2 separate regions of the Zea mays genome follow, and region 1 is linked to region 2. The links are chromatin contacts, called in public Hi-C maps. All regions are on one chromosome and are shown on one strand. Each heading gives the region's core, a stretch centred on a gene start, on an enhancer-like site or on the middle of the called end of the contact. The rest is flanking DNA. Distances are from core to core; before and after follow the strand shown. Region 1 holds the start of LOC100281255 (branched-chain-amino-acid aminotransferase). Region 2 holds the start of LOC100275676.

Evidence for each region. Hi-C and Micro-C count contacts between places; a contact is called where the count stands out from the background.
Region 1: a Hi-C map of tassel shows a contact between it and region 2, with 5 times the contacts expected there. The contact joins the promoter of LOC100281255 here to the promoter of LOC100275676 in region 2. A contact is called at or near these places in 8 of 25 Hi-C or Micro-C datasets (bundle sheath, ear, endosperm and 2 more).

Annotation. Positions count from the first base shown.
Region 1 is chr1:29,509,103-29,511,802 of Zm-B73-REFERENCE-NAM-5.0, forward strand. LOC100281255 (branched-chain-amino-acid aminotransferase) reads right to left here and starts at 1,335. Exons shown (of 8, transcript NM_001154174.2): 1 at 938-1,335; 2 at 581-669; 3 at 255-438; 4 at 1-64. The coding sequence starts at 1,048.
Region 2 is chr1:29,332,675-29,335,374 of Zm-B73-REFERENCE-NAM-5.0, forward strand. It overlaps LOC100275676, which reads left to right and starts at 1,346. Exons shown (of 3, transcript NM_001321779.1): 1 at 1,346-1,760; 2 at 1,849-1,914. The coding sequence starts at 1,377.

The sequences.
Region 1 (2,700 bases), core at 85-2,584, 180 kb after region 2:
GCCGGAACAGCGTGTACCCGGCCCGGTCCGGCCGCCGGTACGCCTTCATTCCCTCGAACAGGCCCTGCAGGGAGCGGGCGGCGGTTGGTCGCAGTAGCAGCCAGGCATGCGTGCCAATAATTTGTTAACTACTACTAAGATAATATTCAATTAACGTCGGCGTCGTCCAGGGTGTTTCGTTTCGTCACCGTCGTCGATATACAGTAGTTTAATTACTAGAGAGAAGACGGAACGGAACGAGGACGAGAACGAACCTGGGCGTAGTTTAGAACGCCGGAGGAGGGGCTGAGCTCGATGTTGCCGTAGCGGCAGAGCTCGCCGCGGGGGAAGTCGCCGCGGTCCTCCGGCGAGCACCGCGTGACGTACATGTAGTCGGTCGGGGTGAGGCCGAAGCCGAGGTTGTCCCAGTCGATCTCGCCGCCGCTCTCCTCGTTGGACCTGCGTAGTACGTTCACACGCATGCTGCATGATGCACGTTGCGGCCGGCAGACTTAAAAGATGGCGAAACAATGGGGGAGTCGGTCGGAGAATGCCCGATCGGGATCTGCGGCCGGGCGTACTGTCTGTCACTGAGGCTCACCTGTCGGCGACGTGGTCCAGCTGCGGCAGCGACGACTGCCACCGGCGCGGGAGCAGAAGGGAGCATCCGCCGCCGCCTCCTCCTCCGGCCTGCGAACAGCGAGCAGCGAAAGGGAGGAAGAGGTTACACCGACCTCTGAGCATGGATGATCTCATCGCGGCGGGGAGAGGCATCGATCGTCCTGGACGCGGCGGCGGCCACGGCCGAATTAAGAAGAAACGATCGGTTACGGAAACGAGTAAAAGCGGGCCGCACAGTCCAGCTTCCACACGGCGAGAGGTTAACGCATGGGATTGGGATGTGATGTGAACGGTGCGCACAGGCACACACTACACACGGCGAGAATCGCGCACGCACCGTAGCCAACGCCTTCCCCAGGACCCTCCACAAGTCGCCGCCATGGCCGCTGCTGCTGCTGCGAGCCCACGACGGAAGGAGAGCGCCCTTCGCAGATGTCAACGCGGCCATGCAGTACGTACGGTCCCCCTTCTTTAGACCCCGGCCGGCTGCACTGCTACCACTAGCTATACACGGTATGTGGATTTCGGTCAAGCTCTCTCTCTCTCTCTCTCTCTCTCTCTCTCTCTCTCTCTCTCTCTCTCGTGGGAAGAGAAGAGTTATGGTTGCAACCTTCGTTCACGGGCTACCTACCAATGGCTGATGGGTTAGCTGGAGGGAAGGAAGAGGAGGGCAAATTAATCAAACGAGCACAGTTCGATGGAAGCACCAGTGCACCACGCACCCGCCCATGTGTCCCATACGGAGTCGGAGTGGGCTGTACTTATGCAAGCGGCGGATAGCCTGGCGGCGAACGCTCGTTTCCGGCGCTGTGTATTCGTCCACTGCTGCTACAGCTAGTCCTGCAGAAAGCGATAGAACTTGGGTTTGCAGCTATTGGCACGGAGCGTGCAAATTGCAGCGTCCGATTGCGTCAGGGGGGGGGGGGGGGGGGGGGGGTCATGCATGATAAAAGATCGTCTCGGGTATACAGCTTGCCTTGAGACAGAGCCAACTGACCTAGCGCTGGCCGGCTCGCTTGCGTCTCTGCACGCGTGAGGGTCGGAGCTCGCCGGCCGGGAAACTAGGAAGGCGTCGTACGGTTCCGCCACGTGTAGCCGTCGTCGATGGCAACGGCTCATGCAACGGGGAAGTGTTCATTGATCACTGATCAGGGCAGGGTTGAGATCGATGGAGCTCATGTCAGCTGCTAGCTGCTTTCGCTTCCACTAGACGTCGTCGCAGCCGAGCGTGCAGGTGTCCAAATTTGCTTGTACTCCGTCTCCTTTTCTCCTGGCGCTCTGCTTCACATGAGCTAGCTACCTTGGTTGCCTCACCAACCAGTACTCCTCTTTCAGCTCTTGTGTTTTTCTTCACGCTGTCTTATCTAGTGATGAGTAGTAGTTATCTGCATGCATGCATGGTCCTTGGAGAGCCCATGACTTGCTGCCATATCTGGTGGTGGTGGGGGTATGTTGGTATATTATACATATATCAATTTTACTATTTTAGGCAGGTGTAGGTGCAAAAGGGACGACGAGTGCCCAAAAAGTCCTGATCTGCAGAGTGCGGACGCCTAGATAGGCGTGACCATTATTGAATGGGCGGGACCGTACCAGCTGACCATGCCGTCGGTGATCCATAGAACGAACCATCTTCTGAGTCGATGATATGTATCGACGTGGATATGCGTCAGATACTCCCTACCATCCATCCGCTTAGGTAAGGAAGTCACGGCTTGAAGGCAGAGCAATCCGGATCACTCTAAGGGCCCGTTCGCTTCTACCGGAATAAACCTGGATTCATTCCAACTCATCGAAATCTATATAAATTAGAGAAGTAATCCGGCCAGTAATCAATCCTGAGCTCCAATTCCTATAAACCGAACGGGGCCTAAAGTGTCCGTACGTATGACACTGTAGCTCTATTTATAGTGATAAATTGGAGTATAAATTTGTATTACAAACATGCTCAGAGTTCTATACACATAGACTACAAAATCCTATGAGGGGCATTCATTGTCTTTTCCTTCACAAACGTACCGATCAAGCTTTCAGGTCTCTTCTTCCCTCCTCTCTGGTAATTCATTGTCGAAGCACCTAAAATATACTTAAAACAATTGA
Region 2 (2,700 bases), core at 96-2,595:
AACTAACCACAACCTTTTATCTTATGGATAAGTTTATACTTAGTTATCGGAAGAATCCCTTGATCCCATGGGATGCCTGGCCCTAGGAGGTCTTGGGGCCTAGACTTTCATCTTATATGAGGCCTAGGACCTTAAAGACCTAAGGGCACGTATAGGGCCTTAGGTGACTAAGTGCCTCTGCCCCTATGATTGCCTTGGGGCATGGGGGCTAGGCACTTAAATCTATCATGAGCACCCTGAGGCACAGGACGCCTTGAGGACTTAGATCATTCTAATGGATTGGCTCCGAGGCATGGGTAGGGAGCGGGTAAGGTCATTCCAGATGGGGGCACTCTCGAGCTCTAGGTCTTAAACCATCCTTGTGGACTAGTTTCCATGAGTGTGGTGTGCCCTAAACTTCATAGTACTCTAGGGCCATGAGGGCCCCAAGACCCTTGATCTCTCTTAATGGGGACATGGTGGTCTGGATGTCATTCCTTCAAAGTTTCCCGAGATCAAGTTGCCTAGAGGGTCAGGCCCTTACCTTGTCTAGAGCGAGGGCAGGTCCTAGTAGCTAGGCCTTACAATACCTTTCTATAACGGGATACTTGAATGCATCTTGATAGCATCCAAGGGTATGGACTCTATGAAAACGTTCACATATCTATAACATTGTCATACATAAAGTTGGCAAGTTGCATCAACATAGAAAAGATAGGAGTATCAAAGCACATTTTGTGTGTCGGACGCCAAAAGTTCTGAATTGAACTAGAGTATGTAAAAACTAAATCCGAATGTCTCGATTCACTGTGAAATAGAGCTCGACACTCGATTTGACCGTCAGACGTCAATTAAAAAGAAGAAAAAAATACAAATTTTTGTGGGTGAGATAGAGAGACTGAGATTTTGTTGCTGTTTATTTTCTATAAAAAAATAAATTGATTGTTGTGAAGTTGCTGCAAGGCTGACCGCAGTGGGCAACTTCAACGAATGCGCTATGAAATAGAGTTATGTATGGGATAGAAAAATGCTACAGCAGACAACTGAAACACATACGGTAAACTTTGAGGGAATATGAAACACTAAATCTAGAGTGCATGTAACTTCTACTACGCTAGAATCCTGAGATTTAGGGGCACTAGGGATTGAATAGAGTTGAAAAAATATATAATATATGGCAGTGGATATAGGTTGATATATATAATTAATACGACTACAGAGGATCATGATATAGAGTAGAAAATCTTGCTGACATAATATTTATTTTAGAGTAGAAATTTAGAGTATGAGTGGGGATACCTAACATTTCCGCGAAATTCGTGTGTTCGAGAACGGATAAGAGAAGGTCAGGCACAAACACGCGGGGACGAAGCACACAACAAACCTGCAGATCCCCCATGGCAGGCTCCACCTCCCTCGTTCCCCTTCCCGTCCCCGCCCCTCCATCTCGCCACCGCTTCCACACGTCCACGTCCGCATCCCCCCGCCACCTGCGCCCCTCCCCTGCTACACGCCTCCGCGCTGCCCGGCGTCGGCATCCCGACGCCGTCGTTGTCGTCCCAGATGCCCGCCCCTGGGTCGGCGATCTATCGGGCGCCGCCGCGTCCTACCGGGACGGAAGTGAGGAGGACGAAGACGACGCAGATGAAGATGAGGACGAAGACGAGGACCGCAGCCTGGACCTACTGGCCCGGTTCCTGCACTCCGTATTCAGGAAGGCCTCACGCCGCGCGCGCCGCGCTGCCAGGTCCGTGCTGCCGCCTTCCGTCCCCGCCGAGCTGGTCCGTTCCGCTCTTCATTTATCTCCTCTGTTTTAGCTTGGGACCTTCCGGTATTGGGCCTTATCTAGTGGTGCTTATACGTGTGTAGGTGAAGTTTTCGGTCAATGGCGTGCTTGTCCTGACGTTCTTATGGATCCTGAAGGGTCTTCTCGAGGTGAGCGACTTCATATGTTGAACTATTTGATGGTCTGGTCTGCTTCGTACCAATTATGAGCATCACTTCTGAATGCTTGTCTCGTGATCATGCTATCAGTGTCATTTGTTCTTCTGAAGGGCTTCTTTGTTCAGGGATCAAGTATCTATTTCATGTTGATGATGCATCTTTTGCATTCTTCCTAGAGAACTCTTTTCAAATTTCGCTGTTGGTTAATTTGAATCTTGGATCCTTTGATTGATACTAGGATTATTACTTGTGCTGTCACACGGTTAGAGTTGTATACATAATGCTCAATTAGTTGGATATGTATTTTGCAATAAACCAGGAGATTACTTTAGCTCTTCAGCAAAAAGGAATGGGACAACTATGACAAAATCTAATATATGTTGACACAGACAATTAACAATTTCACATTTTTTTCTTTAGTAGACAAGGATAAAAAAAATATTATATAAAAAAACTCGACCTGGGAAGGCAGCCTTGGGCATTACAAAAAGATCTTCTCACACAGGTCGAGAAAATCCCTAAACTCCTGCCCCACCCATACAGCGGCGCCATAACCGATGTTAGAACGACCGTGATCGGGACTGGGCCTTAGGGCCTGTTTGGTTCAGCTTTTTCCTAAGCAGTTTTTTCGAGAATCTAGTTGTGGGGGGAATCTAAGTATCGTGGGGATTATGTGTGGAAGAAGATGAAGGAGTCCATAGAGTTTAGGATCCAGGAAGTGATTCCTTCTGTTGCTATGACTCGGTCGATTATGTGTTTACGTTAATTTTGGACGAT